2 separate regions of the Zea mays genome follow, and region 2 is linked to region 1. Evidence: chromatin contacts called from public Hi-C data. All regions are on one chromosome and are shown on one strand. The core of a region is the stretch at or near the end of the contact, and the rest is flanking DNA. Distances in the headings are between cores, read along the strand shown. Region 1 holds the start of LOC103648739 (dnaJ homolog subfamily C member 2). Region 2 holds the start of LOC100277514 (Protein XRI1).

Region 1 (4,730 bases), core at 367-2,866:
AGTATATTTTACAAATATAGTTTAGACACAGTTCTCACGTACCTATAAAAAAACTCACTCGTATTCTAAGCTACTCTTCTAAGGCTATTTTTAGTCGTATTACTTATCTCATCTTCTATTTCAAATCCAACTTTGTAAACAATACGGTTTGCCGTGCAAACCATTGTTTGTGTGACTATATACGGTATTCTAACCACAGCATGACAGCAACTCCATGAGACTAGCTAAATCATTTTGTAAAAGTAAATTTGGCTAGTAATATACGACAAGTCCTTGTACAATTCTATGAAACCGGGAACATGGAAGCATGTGGGGTTCCACGTTCCGTGGCCTGATCGGTTTCGTGGCCTGATCGGGAACGGGACCATATGGAACATCGTATGGAACCATGGTTGGGACACGACCCTCACCCAAGTAGGATGTCGGATAAACCATCATCCTGCACAAGCAAGGGGCATGTACCTTCGCGGAAGCGAAGCACCGCATGGATATTGGAGGAGCGGAGGTCAGAGGACTGGCAAAGCAATAAGACAAAGGGATCGCCAACCATGTGCTCATATTACATGGACAAATTGTTAATCATGTCACGTTGCTTTGAATTATTTTTTTCTATACAGGAATATTTACTAGTTGGCTGTTTTGGGAACCTCGTTCCACATTATCGTTCCAAAATTTTACGGTTGGCGTTCTGGTTATCAAATAGAGCATACAAGGAGCTATAGCCCCTTTGTTCCATGCCTCCAAAAAATAGTGATCCTCGACCCGAGTTCCCGTTCCTCAATCTCTTCGCCCCAGGAACTTGGCTTCTTGGCAGCGTCGCGCCACTGAAGAAAAAAGATGACCAAGCCCAGGATTCACAAGCTTCTACGCAAACGTGAACCATCTGGGGAGATACGCATCCAGTGATACGAGGTTACCTAAACAATTAGGTCTAACCTAGACATAACATGAAACGAAAAAAATCGACGGATCAACCACCGAAAACCGCAATGCACAACAGATCTCCATCTTTCTCTGGAGAATCTAAGCCGCAACATACTCCGAAGAATCTAATGCGTACAGCCGCAACAGCCGCATCCACGGTCCCTAGGGAGGGGATACCCTGCGGATCGACGACGGTGAGTCACAAAATTCAACAGATGCGCGTCTACCGACAACCAACGGACGCTCGGAAGCCAGAAATGGACGCGAATCTCAACCTTGCGGCTAGATACGGGCGCTTACGGCGCAAATCAGGACATGGAAGCGAGACAACGAACCGAGGGTTGAGCGGGCAAAGGAAAGGGCCTTACCGAGAGGCAGCGGCGAGGAGATGGAGGGCGACCGGCGGCGAGGAGATGGAGGGCGACCGGCGGCGGGGTCGGTGGACTGCGGCTGCTCCGGATATCTCTCGCTTCTGCGCTCGAAAATGGAGAACTGCGGCTGGTTTTGTATTGAAGAGGGAATGAGTACCCGGGGACGGATGGGCCCAACACCTCCAGCAGGCCGTCCGATCTCGCCACTGACGGTGGAGATGGCTCCGGGCGCCCGCGTCAAGGAGACGCTCGATACTCGGAAACGCATAATGGTTTTCCTTTTTCGTTTTCGAAAAAAAACACGCATCGGCATGGCTGCCTCGGGTTCAGGGATGGCAACCCGTCGGGTTTTGGCTTCCCGTACCTGTCCCCGCGACAAAAAAAATTCCCCGCGGGGATCCCCACGAACTCTTGCGTGGGATTTCTTCCACATCCCCGTTCCCCGCGGGGATAAATCCCCATCGGGGATCCCCGTCCCCGTTTAAATTATAACTATGACATACTTTCTTTGTTATTAATATAAAACATTATCACTTATATACATTGTCAGATGTTAGAACTCATTATGTGTACATCAAAATAACATATTTATACAACGAGTTATCTCTTAACAATGTAATTATTTATTTTTATCATTATATATTACATGAAAACATTATCATATATAAGTTTAACGGGTCCCCATCCCCGTCTCCGTTTACCCATCGGGGGAGGATTTTCCCCCGTTTACATCCCGCGGGGGGAGAACCTTCCCCATCCCCATCTCCTAATGGAGGAATTCCCCGCGGGGAATCGGGGATCGGGGCCCCATTGCCATCTCTACTCGGGTTGCAAACAGCAAACGTTACGTCTGCTACTCATGAATATTTTCCAACAAATATCTGTCGTTGCATAATCTTTATTTATTTCTTCAAATATTGCCATGAATCTTCTAGCAATATGAAATTTAACATTCACATTGAAGTTGAAAAAAACGTACTCAAAAGGGAGGACAGTTTTTACACAATACAATATCACCCTAGTGTAAGATGTGATTGTTGGGGCCTTCGACTTCCGAAGGTCCTCAAAAACATGATTTGACAATGTTTTCCAAGTGAAATATGCGAACAGCTATCTTCGGAATCGGGTTACGGGTATACAAGAGTATGGTCAAGACGAAGCTTGAAGTGGGATGAAAGGCGATCATGACGAAGGATAAGACAATCACGAAGCTATACGCAGAAAAGCTTCGGCATGACAGCAGAAAAGGGGAACCGACTTAAAGATGAAAAGCCAAATTAGACCTCGAAGAATTACTATAGAGTTATTGATAAATGTAAAGGGCATTAATGTAATTTTACACGGGCTGCGTCCCGTGCCTATAAATAGATGAACAGTACTCCCGTACTGTTCACGCTGACTTGGCATCCGCTTTTCGCATCACGCATGTACCTTTACTTTCCGTCAGTCTGAAGGTACATTTATAATTTGTTATTATGGATATGATAATGCAAATAAAAAATAAATTGATGATAATATCTGCAATATTATTTGTATTTCATATACGCATTCTTCTTTATCATCTATCGAGCTTACGAAGGTCTTTTCCTTCGTAACCTTCGTCCGGAATTCATTATATCCGAAGGAACATAATGTCTTGAAGGACGAAGGACTTTAACATTTAACATTCTTTATGTCGCCTTGTTCTTAGTCCGAAGCATTTGAGAACAAGTCCCCAACATTGGCGCCCACCTCCGGTGAACTCACGTCCATTTTTTGAGTTTTGAACATCTTCGGCAAGCATCACCTTCGTCATGCCGCCGAAGAAAGCTTCAGCCACAGGGGCTGCCACTCTGCAGCCGCTAGATCCCAATCAGGATGTCCTTTCTCTTAGGGAGGCACGAAGCCAGAAGAGGAAGGCCACCAGTCCAACGCCTCCGGAGGACGACTTGGATCAAGAAATCCAAAACTTGGAGATGCTCCATCAGCAGGTTCAACGAAAGAAGGAAAAGATGGCTCGTCTAGCTGACCTACAGAGGCAGATAGATGAAGCTTCGGAAGAAGTTCGTCATCTTGCTCAAGATGACCAGAATCGAAGGCCTCCGCGCAGAGAGCTCCATCAGGAGGGCTTCTACAATGAGGACGACTGGTATGAAGATTTCCATCATGGAAATTTTGCTTTTGATGATGCTTCTCCTCTGTCAACAGAACTGTAGGCTACACCATGGCCCTAGTCTTACAAGCCACCCCAGCTCCCCATGTACGACGGTCATTCAGACCCGAAGCAATTCTTGATGAGCTATGAAGCAACCATATCTTTGTATGGTGGCAATACTGCTGTCATGGCAAAGTCTTTCGTTATGGCTGTCAAGAGTGTTGCACAAACCTGGTACTCCTCTCTTCGGCCAGGAACAATCACCTCATGGCAAAAGCTGAAGGACATGTTGATAACCAGCTTTCAAGGGTTTCAGACGAAGCCGGTCACTGCTCAAGCTTTATTCCAGTGCACCCAGGACCACGAAGAATACCTTCAGGCGTATGTCCGAAGGTTCCTGCGTCTGAGGGCACAGGCACCAACAGTGCCCAATGAAATTGTCATTGAGGCCATGATTAAGGGACTTCGGCCGGGACCTTTAGTTCAATAGTTTGCCAGGAAGCCTTTTCAAACTTTGGAGAAGCTGCTCCAGAAGATGGACGAGTATATTCGAGCTAACAATGACTTTCGCCAAAGAAGGGAGGAAGCATTCAGGTTCTCTGAAATGACCAGGGGCTTCGGAGGAAGATTCCATCCGAGGCACGTCAGGTCAATTCACAATTCTACTCAAAGTGATGATAGAGGGAGTCAACAGCAAAGGCCACAGTATTCCTCGCAAGCTTCGGGGCAGCAGCAAAGCTCTTTTCGGCCGCCAGCGCCAAGGGGCAGAGGCGCCAGGGGCTTCGGGGGAATATTTGGGGATCAACCAAGAAAAATTTACTGCCTATTTTGTGGTGAAGACAAGGGTCATACCACCAGGATGTGCCATGTTACCATCCAGAAGCAAAAGGAGATAGCAGAAGCTGCAGCACAACAGAGTCAGCCGAAGCAGGTCATGCATACTGCTTCGTACCATTCACCTTACATTCCAGAATATGTAGGCAATCACCCTGCAGCTTCTGTTGCTTCGGCAAGCCAACCCCAAGCATCTTGGCAACAGCCTCCACCGCCACCAACACAACGAGGTCAGCAGCCAGAAGGGAGTCAGCACACTCACCTCCAGCGGGACTTCGACCCTGTTTGTTTCGGCTTCTGGCAGCTTCTGGCCACCAAAAGCTGTTGCGGACTGCCAAACACTCAGCTTTTCAGCCAGCTTATATAAAATTCATTGTGGCAAAAATAATCCAAAATCAACATAAACACATAATCGGTTGAGTCGTTGTAATAGTATGAATCCGTCACTTTTTAGATCCTGAGCCCTA
Region 2 (4,709 bases), core at 808-3,307, 220 kb after region 1:
TACTTCCTAGGAGAATTTGGTATGTTATGATATTACAAGTGGTGTCTACTGAGCTGTGGAATGCTAATCAGATGAAAATGGAGGGGATCCCTCTTAGCCTTATATACACGACCGTGAGGTACTTCCCGCACACATGTTGATTGCACTCTTCCTACTTATCTCCTAATTAGTAGCAAACAACTTCCCCTGTTCCGAGGAAAATCCGGCGCCTCTGCGCCGAGCTATCCCCGATGTCTTAGGATGTCGGGCGCCGGAAAAGCGAACGACCTCGGCATGATCACGTCTAAGCCATGACTAGCTCGGACGTGAGCCCTTCAAGCCCTGAGGTCGACCTACTTCCATTGTTTCCATTCGCCTGGCCCACGGCGGGATGCCACAAAGGGGCGACTGCCATGTGGCCCCGAGCGAAGTTTTTGCCCCTGAGTGGACCCGAGGGATATCCATCCCCCACAGAACCTTAGAGAGGATCAGTAAGGACCTGGGAAAGGCCAAGGTGTTGAGAAGGAGTAGCAAGGGCATCCATAACAGGAAGGAGATCAAGTCCGACTCGGCTGCGATTCCATCTCGGGTTCCAGGACCAGTGTGCACTAAAATAGATGCCTAGGACGCATCCGGACTCCGATTGCAACAGACTTGATATGGTTGGAAATATAAGAAGATTATCTAACCAACCCAACTGGTCCCACCTTAAAATTCATCCGGAGTCAACATGAATCGTCGAAATAAGTCAGTGTTCAGATTCTGTTTTGGTGCTGTGACACCGTCTGTTCGGCCGTTGGGACGTGTATCGCGTCGAAGCCCATTAAGGGCAAGGCCAGGGGTCACACACGCCCTAATACTCTATTTATTAAGGTTTGGGGTTTTGCTTAGATCATTATGTCATTGAAAGTGTCGCCATATCGGCTTGTGAGACGCCTTCTCGTAATCAACTCAGTTTTGGTTGCGTTCTTCCTATTCTTGCTTGTGTTCTTGATTGCGCTTGCAAGGATAATCCTTTGTGGCGAGGTCACTCGTGTGTCACGGGTGATAACCAACGAAGCCGCGGTGTAGTGATTACGAGGAGCCATTCGTTTGGAGCCTTGGATCATCAACGTCGAGATCTCCACCCAGTCAAGTTATCCTACCTCTCGGAAGATCAGACCTTGCCCTCTATCACTTTGCATACAATACTAGCAAAGGAAAAATCAATTCTATTTGGAAGACGCTAGATGATATGACCGCAGAGTAGAAAAAGGCAAGAGCCTCCATCTCGAATAGAAGACAATTAGAAGGGGTCACTGCTAGAAAACAATTCTCACATTAGATTCAAAATGTGCCGAAGAAGAATCAATCATTTTTGTATGATATAGAAGAGAGCCGGTATGACATCTAGGCAATCAACCAAAGTGTTATAATATGGTCATGTGTAGTATACATACCTCCCATTTGTGGGTATAATGGAGTTCATCTTGTATGGCTATGCAGAGTACTTTAGGAAGCGCTACATGGCTGCTAGCATCCATATGAATGCCCGTGTTGTTGAGATCTGTGCTAGGGTCACAACTTATATATAACAAAAAAGATTGAAAATGCTTGTTTGCATAGTGCACAAACAATGGTAACAAGAGAGTTGAAATGGAGAGAATGCAATCCTCGAGCTTCAAAATAAAACCCTAGGAGAATGCAATCCATCCACTAGGTGATAGATACCCATTGTCCCTCCACAAGGGCAACCGCCCCTCCTAATGTGGCAAGTCCCTAAGGGACCCGGTGCGAAGAAAGTTTGAAAATTTGTACTATAAGGTCCATGTCGCTCATTGGTGGGGCAACAAATATCTATTTTTGTAATTTTTCAGTTCTGAGGTCTAATTTTGAAAATTCAAATATTTGTAAATATAAAAATGAAAATCTACTATAGTTGGACTTGTGGAGTGTGCTAATGGCTGGCTTGGCAGTTGGCACGCTGGGCTTTTTGAAGGCCATCAATTCTTTGCACCGGCTCTGGCGCCACGCGCCCACCAAGAGAGAGAGAGACACAGGCAAAGAGCGAGGGATTTGAGCTGGGCACGCGGCGCGAAGGCCGACGGGTCGTGCGGTCGTGCCCAACGGCCTTCTCAGCCCATCTCGTGCCCACGTCCCTCTTCCCATTTCTGACCAACCCCTCTTCATCCCTCGGACTACAAATGCGGCGCAACCGTGAGCGCAGCTGCAGTTGGGGAGTGTGCAGCAGTATGTTCTCGGTCTCGCCATCGCATCTCGCAGAGTAGACACTCAAATCCGATTGTCGAGGGGGAGAAGGTGGAGATCGTTGTAACGGCTAGTTGCGTCGGCCCGATGGACCCGTCGTACCATGGCGGCGGCGCCGCCGGTGGAAGCGCCGACGACCATGGCCAAATGTGGGTGAGGGGGCCCCGAGTCGTGTGCGTTGATCCGCGTCTTTGGGGACTGGTCTCCGCTCGCGTTTTTGTTGCTGCTCCGTGTTTCGGGGGACTTGGTGTGGGATTGGGGGAAGGTTTTGGTTCGGGACCGATGCGCCGCCGTCGTTGGATATTATGAGACCTCGCGCGGTCGTGCTGGCGAGCTGAGATCCGCGCAGTCGCCGAGGGATTTCGGCGGCTGTTGGCTCACGTCGGCGATCTAGCAGTAGAGAAATCCTACTGAGGCAGCGATCTGGTGTGCCGGTGTTGGCGGATTGGGATGATCCATCCGCCGGTCCTTGACTCTGGGTCCTGGGTGCTCGTTCCATGTTGAATTGGATTCGAGTATTCGATCAGCTGGTTCGGATGGTCTTATGTGACAGTGCACGCTATGAGCTGCCGATTTGTTTGTATATATCTGAATCAGAGATTAGGCTGATGCCGCTGCTATAGCTTGGATGGGGAGGATATTGGACTGATGTATGCTGTTCGTTGTAGTTCCAGGTCGATGGTAATAGAGTTCCTGTGTTGCTAGCCCTTAATTCTTTGTTTCATTAGATAATTGACCTTCAATGTCAAAACTTAAATCAAAAGCTGTCTACTACCTACAAGAATATCTTCATGACTCGCCTTAGGTTTACCTGATTCAATTTGTACCCGGCTCAGTTGAGAATTAGGCTGATGCCAGTGCCAAAGCTTTGATGGGACATAATATGGGTTCACAGGGGCCGGAATGGGGCGTGTGTGTGCTGTTCGTTCTAATGTGTGATTTCCAGAAATTAATTTAGTGTATAGCTTATGCATACTTCAGGGCCTTAGATTGTTTGTTTCAGTGGCTAATTGACCTTACATAACAAAGTAGAATCAGGTGAAAATCTGCGTAAAACGTACAAAAGAAGCTCATTAACATGGCTTGTCTTAAGTGTTTGTGGTTGAACTTATACCCTGCCTTTAACTCTTTCCTGAACTGAATGCTTGTAATTTGACTTGCTATTCTGGTGCACTATTTTTGGCAATTTATTATACTTATACATGATACTGTAACGCTTTCCGCAGTCTTTGGGATTGGACAGAACAGCATTGTGAACCTAACGATTCAAGTCATGGTACTTTCATTCACATCCATAACCTGCATCTATGTCACAAACAAACTTTAAAGTACCTGTTTGGACTTCCTTTTTCATCATGTCTCATCTTTTTTTTACAGCAGATGCTACTAAATTTGTGTGGGATTGCCTCAATCAAGATGACAATGAGCTGTTGGGATTGCTTGGAAATCAAACCCCATTGAGATACTGCCGTGATTTCTTCGCTGACCTTGATGGTACAAAGCTTTTTGTTGTGGCAATTATCATTGCTAGCACTCTTGAATGCATAGCTTAAAGTGTCCGTTACTTGAGTAGATATCACATGCAAGGAGACCCTGGACCTGGAGGAATCTCGGGAATCAAAGCGGCGGCGCACATTGGAGTACCCTTTGGAGTCTAGTCAGTCAGAAGTTGGGACTCATGAAACCGGTTCACCTTTCGTCACACCTGAGGTTGTTCACCAGCTCCTAGCTATGTTTCAAAATCCCTCTCTTCTGCTAATCTTTGCTATCATAGTTATGCATGTTTCTGTTGTTCCATATTTCAGGTAGCAGAAATTTCATTGCTCTGCACTGATAAACCACAGAGCTTAAATTGTGGTATGCACCACACTTTAAATAATCTAGGTTTGTATTTTTCATTATATATGCTTAAACAGTGCCTCTAGTATTTGCTAATTGAAAATTTTACATCAGATACAATAAATTCCTTGTCAGATGAAGCACCCTACCAGCAAGAAGATATCCTTTTGGAACATTGCTCTTATGGAACGGCAGTGTACCTTGAGCCAGATCAAACGTTTGTCCCTCTCTGGTTCCACTGAAACCACTTTATTTGGCTCATTTATTTGTTAGTCGTGATATATTCATCTCCTGCTTGCTGTAGACCTTGTAGCCAGCAGAGCATTGCATGTACAAATGATCAAGCTGGTATTTCAGGTCAGTGCAAATTGCTTTGTCTATACCATTTTATAGTCAATTTTCCATTTAATTTTGCAACTCAGCTTCCAACATTTCCATTAATATTTATCCTTAAGCTCTCACCAGACATATGAGAAGAGCATTTTAGCTTCCTATTTTGCTTCACAGTTGTGGTCTGTTTGCAGTTGCTGGAATATATTATTATTGCTAGGACCCCTGTATAGCGTAGCATGCCTATATGGCTAGAATAGATAGACCGATCTCTATTAGGCAAGGATCTCTATTAATTGGTTCTGTTTCTATAA

What was found. A called contact is a pair of places that touch in the nucleus more often than the background predicts.
Region 2: a contact with region 1 is called in a Hi-C map of ear, with 2.4 times the contacts expected there. The contact joins the promoter of LOC100277514 here to the promoter of LOC103648739 in region 1. A contact is called at or near these places in 5 of 25 Hi-C or Micro-C datasets (ear, endosperm, leaf and 1 more).

Annotation. Positions count from the first base shown.
Region 1 is chr2:77,875,108-77,879,837 of Zm-B73-REFERENCE-NAM-5.0, forward strand. LOC103648739 (dnaJ homolog subfamily C member 2) reads right to left here and starts at 1,617. Exons shown (of 2, transcript XM_020548342.3): 1 at 1,293-1,617.
Region 2 is chr2:78,094,827-78,099,535 of Zm-B73-REFERENCE-NAM-5.0, forward strand. LOC100277514 (Protein XRI1) reads left to right here and starts at 2,058. Exons shown (of 9, transcript NM_001374010.1): 1 at 2,058-2,375; 2 at 3,453-3,502; 3 at 3,607-3,720; 4 at 3,800-3,936; 5 at 4,032-4,110; 6 at 4,180-4,282; 7 at 4,370-4,422. The coding sequence starts at 2,314.